3 separate regions of the Mus musculus genome follow, and all the other regions are linked to region 1. A link is a contact called in public Hi-C and HiChIP or PLAC-seq data. All regions are on one chromosome and are shown on one strand. Each heading gives the region's core, a stretch centred on a gene start, on an enhancer-like site or on the middle of the called end of the contact. The rest is flanking DNA. Distances are from core to core; before and after follow the strand shown. Region 1 overlaps Armc3 (armadillo repeat containing 3). Region 2 has its middle 6.7 kb from the start of Gm3363. Region 3 has its middle 21 kb from the start of n-TNgtt9.

Region 1 (4,803 bases), core at 1,878-4,377:
TGTACTTTCCTCTTGGTACTCTCTCCATCCTTTTTCTGGCTGTGTCCCCTACCCTCAAGACAGAAGCAACACAAAGTGGGAGAAAGAGGTCTAGCTCTTATGGTTGGAACAATTGTGGTGTGCTTTGTGCTTCTGTGGTTTTATCTATTCTAAAATCCTATTTGGCTCTGGGGAGATGGCTCTATTGACAAAGTACTTGCCTCGTCTGCACACATACCTGGCTTTAATCCGCAGTAGGACAGCCTGGTAGTTCACACTTGCAATCCCGGCACTCAGGAGGTGAAAGCAGGGGGATCAGACGTTCATACTTACCCTAGGCGTCATAGAGAGTTGGAGGCCAGCCTGGACTACCTGTGTGAAAAAAGTTGAGGGTGGTGGTGGGGACTAAAAATGGTTTGTACTTACTAATAGCAATTGAAGGAATCTTTGATTTTTTTTTCAAAATAGTAAAAAGAAAAGTAGACTTCAGTTGATTTGTTCCTCTTACCTTCTGTGGTAAGTAATGGGTAAAGATAAATAATTCCCACCCCCAGTTTGCTTCATTGAAACATAAGCCCAAAATTTGAGAATTGCTTAAAGTAGGTGCTGCTCCTGCCTGGTCCCAGGCTAGCCCCATATTCTTGGCTTATTTGAATCTGGAACAAATTAAGTTCCTGTCCATTAGGCAATGAATTGTTTCAGAAGATCTACTGCTTAATGGTAACATTGTGAGAGTCTAGTCTCCTGAACACAGGACAAAGGAGCTGCATCTGTACATACAAGGAAGGGTGTGGCAAGTTCACCTAAAGTGACAGTCCCCACACCTTAAAACTCATGTTCTTATTTACATGCCACTAGTGACTAGGTGACAGAGTCATCTAGAAATCTTGAAGTGTAGAACCGAGGTCAGTCAGAAAGAGGGAAGGAGCGACAGAAGCACGTAGGACACTGCGCAGGTCTGTGGCTGAGCTGAGGAACACTACATAGCCCACACTGTCCTGTTCTGACCTACCTGGACCCCTGAGACTCGGTCTTTTTATTAACTCTGAAATACTCTTGTTCCAACACCACCCAAGCATATTTCAACAAACCTCTTGATGTTACCCCACACGAGTATGCCATAAGAGTCTCATTTACTGCAGTTGCCCCTTGACAATTATTAAGAGAAAACATTTCTAAAGCTGAAAATACCATTGGAGGGGCCATTAGAGTATGGGTCAGCTGTGAAGTGGGAAGGCTGAGCATCGCCAGAGACTCTTGCATCCTTTAAGTTTTTTTTTTTTTAATTCCTTGCAAAGGGGCTGTAGTGACAATCTAGAGAGAACTTCCCCTCCCTCTCAGAGGATATGTTAGTTGGTTTTCTGCCAGCTTGAGTCTTCAGGGAAGGCAGAACCTTAACTGAGAAAATGATCTCAAGCAGATGAGCCTGTAAGCAAGTCTGAAGAATATGTTTTTTTATTAGTGATTGATGTTGAAGGACTCTGCCCACAGTAAGTAGTACCATCCCTGGAGTCCTGGGGTGTATGAGAGAGCCATGAGGAGTAAGCCAGTAGGCCTCATACCTACATGGCTTACATTTCAGTTCCTGCCTGAAGTTCCAGCCCTGACTTCTTCCCTCTGTGATGTAGTGTCACCTGAGAGATGTAAGCTGAAACCCTTTCCTCCCCAGCCAAAGTTCTGTTGGGTCAGCACTACCTAAGGCAGTCACTTGCTCTTCTGTCAGTCCTTCCATCCTTTCAGCTAGTGCCATCCCCTGAAAAAAGGCTGGTAAAGTAATCCCAAGGAGTACCAGGGACAGAGAAGACATTATCTATTAGCAGGAGATACTGAAAGTAATTATAACATACGGGGCTGGAGGTGGGTCAAAGGTTTAGGACAAGCTATTTGCAGGAAGGGTACCCAACAGAAAATGGATTCAAGGAATTCAGCAGCTAGTGCCTAGTGTTAGCCAATGGAAGTGTATGAAGAGCAAGCTTTTCCACCTCCCATGCTAGGGATAATTGGTGTAAACGTGAATAACTACTCACGCAGATGTAAGCAGAGTGCCCAGAGCAATTGAAGTCTTTAATTAGCCGGGCAGTGGTGGTGCACACCTTTAATCCCAGCATTTAGGAGGCAGAGGCAGGGGCAGGGGCAGGCAGATTTCTGAGTTCATGGCTTGCTTGGAGTGAATAGTGAGTTCCAGGATGGCCTGGGCTACACAGAGGAAAATTTAAAAAAAAATAAAAGAAAAAAGAAAAAAGAAAAAGAAAACGATACAAGCAACAAAGTTTTAAATTAACATGCCACAAAATGTCTTTCTGTTTAAAATGCTACAGAATTTTAAAGAGGGAATTTGTGCAGCCATTGACACCACAGTCAGAATAGAAAAAAGCTCAGCCAACCCAGAGTCCTGCCCTGATACTGCAACTCATTCTTTTCTCTGGAAAAAAGAACGAGACCTGGTGGTGGTTTTTCTGTTATTTTTGCCTTTCCAAGGTCTTACTATGTAGCCCTAGTTAGCCTCGAACTCACTTGTAGACCAGGCTGACCTTGAATCCACAGTAATCTGCCTATCTTTGCCTCCTGAGTGCTGGCATTAAAAGCATGGACTACCAGGTCCAGCCAAGAATGACTTTGATGGGATCATTCGTGTGTTACATCTGATACTGATGTTTTCCAGCCAGCATAATGCCTTTGAGATGCTTCCAAATTGTTCTGTGCATTGGTAGCCTATCCCTTTTTACTCTTAACCAGTATTTTATTGTATGGTCTTAACACTATATACCCATCTCTTATCAAAGGACATTTGAATTGTCTCTATATTTTTAATTTAAATTAACTTTTAATATAGATGCAAAATAATGAGCTTTGTCATAGCATTTGCATATATACATACATACATACATACACACATTGTATTTTGTTTTAACTAATTTCCCTCCCCGATTACCCTTTCCTTATTTCCCTGAGGCTTCTCAGATTGACTCAGAGCATAGTTAGTATTTGGACATTTCGACAGGATATGGGGTTTTATTATTGCTTACTTTCAAAGGAAAGGGAAAGGGAAAAAAGAAGAAGAGAAAGTGAAAGAGGAAGAAGAGATCCTGGCACTGCCCAAGTTCACGGAAGGCAGCCCTGAGAAAGAGTGGAACCCTCCTCCTGACCCTGAGTTCTGTGTGTATGTGCTGGAGGTGACCAAGTCGATACTGCCCATTGTCAACCTTAAGGAGCAGATTGAGGTCCTTGCCAAGTGAGTCTCTCCCCTCTCCCTCTCCTTCTCTCTCTGTATATCTATTTTAATTTCAGATTTTTAAAAAAAAAAACTTACAGTGGTTTGCTTTTCTTTAAAGTTACTTTAAAATAAAACCAACAAAAGAAGCTGCAATGGTTTACAGCGCCCGTGCTCTGCCTTCCCGCAGAAGCACAATGACTCACACACGGGTGCTCTTCTTTTTTGTGTGAGTCAGAGTTGAAATCGCTTAGAGACAAACACCTGGTTTTTGCTTTTGCTTTTTTTTTTTTTTTTTTTTTTTTTTTAGCTAAGCTGTTAAGACACATCTTTGGTATGATCTTAGAGAGGTAGTGAGTGAATGAATCTATGTTTAAAAACCAAATTGTTCCTTAAGTGTATGAGGTACTCAGCATTTAAAGGCATCCTATTGTGAGTTCTCTCTAACCCCCCTGCTGTTTGTTTGTGTTTTGTTTTGTTTTAATACACATTTCCTTTTCTAATGGGTGTCCGCTGGTTCATTTGCTATTTCTCGGGAGTGGGCTGTGGGCACTCTGAGAGCTTGCTGCTGGACAGAACAAGCCCTGTGTAAGCCTCAGAAGTTGCTCTTCTTCACTGGGCTCCTTCCATAAACAGAGGCTGAGGCCCTGAGCAGGTCTCTAAGGGAGCAGGACTGAAAATGGGGACGGGCTCCATGATTGGCACAACCCAGCAGGTGAACTGCTGGCTTTAGCACCAGCCACAGTGGGGGCTCAGTCAACTGCAGGTGGGAGTCGAGTAGCTGTCCTCAAACCCGGAAGTGACAACTGTAAGCCTCTCAGCTGACAGATCCCCGACTTCTGTCAGACAGGACTGGGGGAGATTCAGTGCGGTTGGCTCTAGAAGGATTTCCTGTGTCCTTGAGGCTTGATGGCTCTGACTGGAGAGTCTTGTAAACACTTGTGCAGTACTTCTCAACACTGTGTTCTAGCGGAGGCTCCACACATCACTTCTGAATCAGCTTACATTTAAACAATAATAAGGAGCAAGACAATGGCAGAGGTCTGTCCAGCTGCGGGATGGGCTGTCACTACAGGTGGGGTGACTGCTCGCCTCCACCTCCCTTCCTCATCGTCCTTTGTTTTGGTTTAGTTGCACTGTTTTGTTTTCTTCTTGTGTGTTTTTAAATTTTTATTTATTCACTTTACAACCCAATAACAGCCCTTCCTCTCCTCCCAGTACTCTCTCACACAATCCTACCCCATTCCACTTCACTTTTGAGAAGTGGGAGCCCCCTCTGGGTGTCACATCCCACCCCCCACATCAAGTTGGGCGGGAGTAGGACTAGGTGCATCCTCTCCCACTGAGGCCAGGCAAGAAGGTGCTTTTAGGGGCCAGGTATCCACAGGCAGGCGGGTAGGCCAGCAACAGGTTCAGGGACAGCCCCTGCTCTAGTTAGGGGACTCGAATGAAGACCAAGCTGCTCATCTGCTACACAAGTGCAGGGAACCTAGGTCCAGCCCAGACTCGCCCTTTGGTTGGTGATAAAGTCTCTGGGAGTCCCCAAAGGTCCAGGTTAGTTGACTCTGTTGGTCTTTCTATGGAGTCCCTGTCTTCTTGGGTCCCTTAATTCT
Region 2 (4,237 bases), core at 445-2,944, 530 kb before region 1:
AACCAAATAAATAGAAGCCCAAACTTTTATCTCTCTCCCAAGCCCAAATATTTGGCAATGATTCTCAACCGATTGCCTTCTAAACTAGCACTTTAATGAGACAGTAATCCAGAGCCAAAACAGAGAGAGAAAAAAAAAAGTTTGTCATGGTTGTGAAATCTTTAGGAAAGTATACGTAACACCCAAACACTGCCAAAGAAAAGCTAACCTTGAGGGCAATTTTAAGTGTTAAGATTTGATGAGAAGATGGAATCCCAGGGCATCAAGAGCAAGGAGAAACAGAAAGGAAAACAGATACAAAGTAGCACGTTAGTGAACACTTGTGAGAAAGTACTGCTGACTGTTCCTAAACAGAAAGGAAAACAAATACAAAGTAGCACGTTAGTGAACACTTATGAGAAAGTACAGCTGACTGTTCCTAAACAGAAAGGAAAACAGATACAAAGTAGCACGTTAGTGAACACGTATGAGAAAGTGTAGCTGACTGTTCGTTCTGCAGCTTTCAGGCAAAGCTCAAGCCTTGGGAGTGTCCGTGGTAGAGACTGATATGCCGGGTAGTGTTTGTTTTCTGCCTCTGTGAAGGTTTGTCTCATACTGTTCTAACTCACCTTGCGCTGGGACCTTGGGCAGATAGAGGCAGAACATTCCACCATCAGGGCCCCTATAAGGAAGCAGGGTTGAATCTTTACCCTCATTTGTTGGGGGTTATCTGTCAGGGAGGGAACAGGAGTGGAACCCTCCGCAGAAAGGCCAGCCCTGGACACCACGAAGCAGAGGTGGTGGTGAGGTTGGTGGGGCTAAGTAAATCTGGAGAAGTACATCAATTGCTCTGGGTGTTCTTTAGGCAACAACATTGCCATATTGTTCTTTAGGATATTTTCTTTCTATTGTTGGAGTGAATCTACTCTTAGAGGACTTAGTTCTGAGAAGGATGCTTTTAAGGCTCATGTAAATTTCCTAAGCAGTAAATATTTTTTTCCTATCAGCTTGTCTCTCAGTCACCTACCCCCTAGCAGCAGCTTCTCCCCCAAAACAGACACCCTACTTCGGCCAACTTTTGAGGACATTATTTTACTTACAGTTTGAGCAGAATAAACTTTATATACCTTTAGATTACACTTCTGTGAATTGTGGCAACTGTGATGTAATCACCACTGCTTTTGAGCTATAAAGTTATTGTCCAGCCTGCAGTGTACTACTTTCGTTTTCTGGCCAGGCAAAGGCTTTGTTTACAGCTTTTAAACATGGACTCTAGTTGGTCGTGATCTTTTCTGCGATTTTCCTCATGTTATGTTTTCAGATCCTTGTGAGTTGTTACCTGTATTAACACTGAGTTAATGCTAGGTTCCTTCTTGAGGGTGTGATGTGCTTTTAGACAGTGTTACCTGCATTATCCTCATTACTCCTCACCATCCTGACCAGAACAGCACTCCACTGACCAGAACAGACACTGGTAAAACCTGCTCCCTGGAAGTGGGCGCAATCACCCTCGGATGCAATCCAGGCCCAGAACGTCCCCGAAGCTGGAGCTGGGCGGCCGCTGGGCCACTGGAGTGCGCAGATGACGGATCCTCAGGCTCACAGAAGGTAGAATCCTGGCCAGAAAATAACCCGAACTCGGTCTAAGGCAGCGGTTCCGGGAGCAGCATGCTTATAAGAGCAAGGACAAACCGCACTACACCCGGCGTTTCCCTCCGCGCGCGGACGGCTCTACTTCCCGGCTGGGCGCTTGGCTCGGGGATCGTGGGGCTCGTAAGCTCTCCGTGGGCGCCTTTCCCGATGTCGTCGCTGGGCTTCCCGGGAGCAGGGGTGGCCGCGCTGCCGCCGCGCGCTGCACAGAGCTGACCTTGTTCTGCGCGGTGTCTGCTTGAATGGCGTCGGGAGTTGGGGTCGGGACGCGTGGGCCCAAGGCGCCCCGGCCTGCCATCCCCTCGGGCCCCGCAGCGGACTTTCGTTTTGTGCTGAGCGCCAGGGCATTGTTCCCCTACTCATGGACTCACCGGGTGGCTTTGTCTGTCGGCCTTCCTGGGGCGGAAGGAGGGCAAAGGCTGGGGCGTGGATTTGGATTGTGCACCACCTTCTCCTTTAGCTTTGAGCCACTGGCCGTTGTCCCCTTTAGGGTTTTGATCTTTGGGTTTTATTGTTTTCTTGTGCTCAAAATTGCGTACAGAAGCTAGTTTTCTGGCTCTTTGCACCATCATCTTGTGTTAGGAGAAAGGAAAGAAAGGAAGGAAGGAGGGAAGGAAGGAAGGGAAGGAAAGGAGGGAGGGAGGGAAGGAAGAAAGAAAGAAAAGAAAAGAAAAGAAAAGAAAAGAAAAGAAAAGGAGGAAAAGAAAGGAAAGGAAAGGAAAGGAAAAAGAAGAGAGGAGAGGAGGGGAGAGGAGGAGAGGGGAGGGGAGGGGAGAGGAGGGGAGGGGAGGGGAGGGGAGGGGAGAGGAGGAGAGGGGATGGGGAGAAGGAGAGGAGAGGAGGAGAGGGGAGGGGGAGAGGAGAGGAGAGGAGGAGAAGAGGAGAGGAGAGGAGAGGAGAGGAGAGGAGAGGAGAGGAGAGGAGAGGAGAGGAGAGGAGAGGAGAGGAGAGGAGAGGAGAAGAGAAGAGAAGAGAAGAGAAGAGAAGAGAAGAGAAGAGAAGAGAAGAGAAGAGAAGAGAAGAGAAGAGAAGAGAAGAGAAGAGAAGAGAAAAAAGAATATGAGGCCTCCTCGGGATGGTGTGCAACCCTTGGCAGAAGCAATGTGACCTCGGGGCCTAGGGGAGGGAATTGACCTGTGTTAGAATTAGGGTTAGGGGTCCTATGATTTAAGACTATCCAAAGCAAACGTGGGAAGAAACTGAAGTCTAAGAAGTCATCATCTATTTGTTCATACAACCTGTCAGGAATGAGAAAACAAATAAGTAATAGCAAATAAATAATACCAGCAAGGCGGAATGTGAGCTCAAGGCTGGCTTTAGAACTACTTTTCGCCAATTACCTCCCACAGTCATGACATTTTAAACCTTTTGCATACAGTTTATGTATTTGCTTATTGGTTTCTCTCCTTCCTGTAAACCTACTAAAAAAAAAAAAAACAAAACAACAACAACAACAACAAAAAAACACAGGAGTTCACTTTTTTTCCCTGGAGCCTAGTATGTTATTTGGCAATATATACAGCATTGCAGATATTTACTGAATCAGCAAGTTAAAAAAAAAAAAGCATTACTTAAAGGTCCTGTGAGTTGAGGATAAACATACCACAGGACACAAGGAAAATGGTTCTTAACTCGCTTTTACTTTTTGACTCAAGAACTCATAAGGAAGAAAAAGATCTCTTTCCTCTCTTCTTCTTCTCAGTCTAGGGACTCTGATGTGAACTCACCTAACGTGCACAAGGAAAATGGAAGCCCACACTGTTCTTCACTGATGTGCAGTTACAGAGTTCCCTCCAGTCTGTGGCACTGCCAGGAGTGTTCATGGCCAGCCACTGTGAGTCTTTGAAGAGTACCTAGACAACATTATACACTCTTAAAGACACACCTGGAGGGTTGGAAACTGGGCGAACCTCCCTAGTTTAGAGAAAAATGATATGAAGTACTTAAGTGGGATCCCCTCCCCCCATCTCAGACAAGCCAGCTACCCACAAGGAATTCTCCTGTATCAATTTGTATTTCTTTGGAAGTTTTGGTTAGGCAAAGTCTGCAGCTTGGCTGGACAGGCTTGTAATTCCTATCAGACCATCTCTCCATAAGAAGTAAATTTAAGATTTCATGTATTAATGTTACGATCATTCCAGTAATTATGGCACCCTAATATGGAACACTAGAGACATCTTTTGAGGTCACGCTTTCAAGTGTATCTAACCAGTGAACTATGTAACCAGTGAACATCCAGTAGTGTCAGGGACTGTCACTGGTGCCACAGGTACAGCAGGGAGCAAACAAAGGTCTCCCTGCTCTCCAACAGCATTGCATTATCACTGTGCTTTTTCTCTATTTTAATCATTAATTTGCCATCTGCCTTCTTGACTAGCTGGGCCTCTTCACTAGGTTTTTTTTCCCCTTTCCTATTTCCTGTCTCTCAATTCATTCAGAATATAAATTTATGAAATAAAATGTGATGGAGGGATGGCTCATCAGTTAAGAGTAATGACTGCTCTTCCAGAGGTCCTGGGTTCAATTCTCAGCAACCACATGGTGGCTCACAACCATCTGTAATGGGATCTGATGCTCTCTTCTGGTGTGTCTTAAGACAATGACAATG
Region 3 (4,283 bases), core at 930-3,429, 690 kb before region 1:
AGCTCAGTGGTAGTGCATTTGCTCAGCATGCACAGGCCCCTGAGTTAGACCCCCAGTGTGACAAAAGGAAGGAAGGAAGGAAGGAAGGAAAGAAGGAAAGAAGGAAAGAAGGAAAGAAGGAAAGAAGGAAAGAAGGAAAGAAGGAAAGAAGGAAAGAAGGAAAGAATTCCCTAAGCCATGCTTATGAAGAAATTCTATGTTTATAATCAATATTCTAAAAAATTCTTATTTATATCCTTGTGTTTCTGTGTTGGTATCTGCACATGTGTGCAGAAGCCAGAGAGGGCATCAGATCCCCTGGGGTTGGGTCACAGGTGGATGGGGGTGCTGGGAAGGGTCCTTGGGAATAGCAACCAGCACTCCTAACTATCTCTCCAGCTGCATAATCAACATTTTAATAAAGTTTTCTTTTTCTCCAGTTGGTATTTAATGTATCTGAAATTTAACTTGTATGTAATGGAAGAAATAAAATTTTTAGTGAGTGTTTTTAAATGAGAATAAATGAGGAAGACTAAATATTGCTTGTAATCTGTAAATGCTGATTTAAACTACCCTTGTCTGCATACTACCTTGAATACATTTAATACTCAGAAAACATGTTCTGGCCACTTTTTTTTCAGCAATGTGGATTGCTTAGACTATGTACAAAGTTGGCCTTTTAAAGTCATATAAGTTGTGCTTAATTTTTACTGCTTTGAGCAGGAAACAATATCTTAATAGGATTAACTTTATTTAAGTACTGAATTATTCCAATTAAGTTGGAAAACAAAAATGACTTCTCCAATGATGCCCATTTTTAGAAAGCTCATCTGGGAACTCTCTGTACTCCTAGGCAAGTGCATTTACCATTTACCAGAAGAAATGCATACAAGACATTTTAATCTACTTTCAATGATTCTGGAAGTCAGGTTCTCAAATCAAAAGAATGTTTGCTGCCAGCTTTCACATCTATGATTTGAAGTTACCACTCTAAGTTTAGCAAGGCCTGGCTGTATTGCTAAGTCTCATGCCAAGACCTGTGAGCTTTCTCCCCTTTTGTAAATAGCCTGAAAAGAAGTACTTAAAACCTGATTTTAATTGAAGGCAATCAATATAAACCAAGGAAACTGTTTTGTTTTAAATGAGACACCCTGTAAGTTCTGCTCAGAACAATTCCCCTTGGTTTTTTTTTTTTTTCTTAAGAGTCTCAGAAATTTAATCTTTCAAATATTTCCAGGAATTCCAAAATCTATCACACAAAGGAGGAACACCTTCGTTTTGTTCTGGAGTGAGGGGGACAGAATAGAATGTTCTTGAAAATGTGAATCTAGAAGGTTAAAACATAGTTGGAAAGGTGAATTATTTTATTTTCAGTTTCTATATATAGACCAACTTCCCCCATTATGACTGAAAGAAATGTCTCAGACAGCAAATGATGTCATTGCCTCCGTTGACTTGAAATGCTTCTATCATCTGCTTGAAAAAAAACAAAGAATCCAACCCAGCTACCTCACAGAGAAACGCCTCCTCAATGAGACTTTTCAGGAAGACACTTGTCGCTAGTCCCGCAGCCAAGAGACTTCAAAATCACACTGCTTCTCAGAGAACTCCCCACGGACCACCATTTAGGAATAATTTTAATTCAAAATCAGCATTCTTGAGTTCAGATAAGTGGGGGGAGGGAGAAGGAGAGGGAGAGGGAGAGAGAAAAGGCGATAAGTATAAAAAGTGAATAATTTAAAAGAAACACCTAACCACCTTACTGCTTGGGAGTCCCCGTGTTTAACGGGAAAAAAAACACGAATTAATATCTCTGTCTTCTTTGCCGGTCTCTCTACAACTCATCTCTGGAAGTCTGTCCAGAAAGACGATTCTGATTCCTAGTCTATTGAAATACAGTGCAAAACTCCCAGTTGCAATAAAAGAAAAGAAAGCACGGGAGGAAGCCAACTAGCTAACCAAAACCAGAAAACAAGAAAGAGAAGGAAGGAGGGAGGGAAAGAGACAGAGAGACAGGGACGGGTCAGACAGAGACACAGACAAAGAGAGAGGAGACAGAGAGGGAGAGAGAGAGAGAGAGAGAGAGAGAGAGAGAGAGAGAGAGAGAGAGAGAGAGAGAGAGAGAGAGAGAGAGCGCTAATCTCCTTGCAGCAGGAGACAACAGCACCCCACCCCAAGAAGTCCCCCTCCGCTGCTGGGGAGCACTGGGCACACAGTGGCTTCTGAGGTCACCAGCTTGCCACCCTGGCCCTTGGCAGCCTAGGCTCGCACCTGGACGCCCTCTCTAGCCCACACTCAACAGGAGAGAGGGAGGAAGGGAGGGAGAGAGAAAGAGAGAGAGCGAGAGAGAGCAAACGACAGACAGAAAGACAGACAGACAGAAAAGAGAATGGCCCACCTGTGAGCCCAGCAGGCAAGAAACGCGCCGGCCACAGACTCAAAATGGAGAAAGAGGAACCGAGAGGGACAGGAAGGAGGGAGACACGGGAAGGGACAGTAGGATAAAAACTGTTCAGGGTCCGCGGGTTAGAGGATGCCAGATGGAGAACCCAGGAGTGGAAAGCCAGAGCACCAGGAAGAGCGAGGAGGCCGAGGCAGTGCTCCAGCCAGGCTGCTCCGGTGTCCAGGCTCCATTTCCAACAGCGCCATATTCGTGCAGCCCTTTGTCGTGGTTGATTTTTCTCCGGCGGCTGGGGACCTGTGCCAGTGGGTTTCTGCCGCTTGGGCAGAGGGCTTGGCGGCAGGACAGGATGCAGGGCTCAGTTGGGGGACCTTCGTGGCCATCTATATACCTTGAGGGGCTTCAGTGTGCAGGGCCCAGCTGGGAACCATCGTGCCTGCCTTACAGGGCTTCAGGGTACAGAGCACAGGGGGGAGCCTCAGGCCTGTCTTCCTGGTAGGGCTGTAGGGTGCAGGCTCCAGCTGGGAACCCCAGTGCCTGGTTTTGCCCTTGCAGGGCTGCAGGGGACAGGACCTAGCTGGAGGCCCTTCTTATACGTGCCTCGCAGGGCTGCAGGGTTAGCTGGGGGACCTTACTGCCCTTCAGGGCTGAGGGGTGAGGAACCCGGTTGCAAGTGGCCCTCGGGCGCTGCACCCCTCGGAGTTCATGTCCTTGACGTTGGAACGGTGAGTGGCAGACGCTAGTGCAGGAAGGAGGCGTTACTAGATTGATCAAAGAAAGAAAAAGAGGAAGGACGCCCTTAAAGAGAAGGGTGCTAGCTGAAAATAGCGGAGCACAGTGCCCCAAGATCCGAGCCTTTCTGGAAGGGATTTCGGGCCTCCCGCCCCCCTCCTCATCCCACCTGGGGGCGGGCGGTCAGCCACCTCCTCCTGCGCACAGCCACCAAGTCTCTACCCTGGTTGCTCTCCGCCTAGACCTCTTACAGGGTCGACTGTCGGGCTGACCGCCCGGACCTCCAGGTCCGCGGGTCGCTCCATCCCACCCCTACGTCCGAGGTATCAAAGCTCCCCCGGTAGATCTTGGGGTAACTGGAGGCACCCCCAGATAGAAGCCGCGTCCGCCACTCGTCCCGCCCTATGTCGCTCTGACATAGTGTCACCCTGAACCTCACGCACGTCTTTTTCACAATTCTCCCCTTTTCATGACGAGGGTTGTCCTTTCCTCCAAATCCCATCCTCGCCGGAGCTAAGGAAGGCCCTGGGTGCCTGGTGTCCCCTCCCTTTCCCAAGGACTCGGGGAGCTAGCGGGCCCCGACACTCCAAGCCGGAGTACCCTGAGGCCAGAGCCCCGCACTTGCCCGGAGCTATGTTGTGGACCAGGCCGGAGCCTCTGGCTTCGTCCCCTCCAGGTGAGAAGGACTCAGGCTGGAAGGAAGGAGGCGACCGCTCCCTCAGGACCAAAGCAAAAAACAGCTAGCCACTCGCGATCGCCGCCGGCGTGACCGATACCCACATCGCCCGGCGGCGGTTCCGTGGGCTCTGTTCTGACTTTATGCCTGGAAGAAGTTTTCTTCCAGGCATAAAGTTGGTTGGTTGTCCTCCTTTCCAACAGAGAGCACTGCCTGTCGTCTCCCTTCCCGAGGCCACTGGTACCTGTCATTACCCCCACCCCCCACCCCCAGGTGCTTGTCTTCCATCCCGCGGTAATTTGAAACCGGAAGACAAACGCACCCTAAAATTGGCACCTCCAAGTCCGGGCTGCGCACACTAGCTCCCTCAAACCGGTATCATAGCGGTTACTTTTATCTCTGCACTCTTAACCGGATTTTGACTTTTGAAACTTTTCTGTTACATTGAATAGTTCTTCTTTCACAGATCTATGTTCCTACTTTCATAGAGTTTAG

What was found. Hi-C and Micro-C count contacts between places; a contact is called where the count stands out from the background. HiChIP or PLAC-seq counts read pairs in DNA pulled down with a chosen protein or histone mark.
Region 2: a contact with region 1 is called in a Hi-C map of bone marrow-derived macrophages, with 22 read pairs. The contact joins two enhancer-like sites. A contact is called at or near these places in 3 of 484 Hi-C or Micro-C datasets (bone marrow-derived macrophages, double positive thymocytes and macrophages) and 8 of 115 datasets of contacts at active chromatin or transcription factors (DN3 thymocytes, T-cell acute lymphoblastic leukemia, bone marrow-derived macrophages and 5 more).
Region 3: a contact with region 1 is called in an H3K4me3 HiChIP or PLAC-seq map of bone marrow-derived macrophages, with 4 times the contacts expected there. The contact joins two enhancer-like sites. A contact is called at or near these places in 2 of 484 Hi-C or Micro-C datasets (bone marrow-derived macrophages and macrophages) and 7 of 115 datasets of contacts at active chromatin or transcription factors (bone marrow-derived macrophages, craniofacial prominence, embryonic basal ganglia and 4 more).

What each region holds. Positions count from the first base shown.
Region 1 is chr2:19,297,459-19,302,261 of GRCm38.p6, forward strand. It overlaps Armc3 (armadillo repeat containing 3), which reads left to right. Exons shown (of 20, transcript NM_001081083.2): 17 at 448-495; 18 at 3,014-3,211. Among named protein-coding and RNA genes, the nearest start is that of 4930447M23Rik, 44 kb to the right of the region's middle. Within about 2 kb of position 3,128, at least 126 of the 459 cell types and tissues checked have an H3K27ac peak or open chromatin away from gene starts, as enhancers often do. A contact at or near this core is called in DN3 thymocytes, T-cell acute lymphoblastic leukemia, bone marrow-derived macrophages and 7 more, where this site is marked.
Region 2 is chr2:18,765,432-18,769,668 of GRCm38.p6, forward strand. No RefSeq gene overlaps it. Among named protein-coding and RNA genes, the nearest start is that of Gm3363, 6.7 kb to the left of the region's middle. Within about 2 kb of position 1,695, at least 399 of the 459 cell types and tissues checked have an H3K27ac peak or open chromatin away from gene starts, as enhancers often do. A contact at or near this core is called in DN3 thymocytes, T-cell acute lymphoblastic leukemia, bone marrow-derived macrophages and 7 more, where this site is marked.
Region 3 is chr2:18,605,857-18,610,139 of GRCm38.p6, forward strand. No RefSeq gene overlaps it. Among named protein-coding and RNA genes, the nearest start is that of n-TNgtt9, 21 kb to the left of the region's middle. Within about 2 kb of position 2,180, at least 210 of the 459 cell types and tissues checked have an H3K27ac peak or open chromatin away from gene starts, as enhancers often do. A contact at or near this core is called in bone marrow-derived macrophages and macrophages, where this site is marked.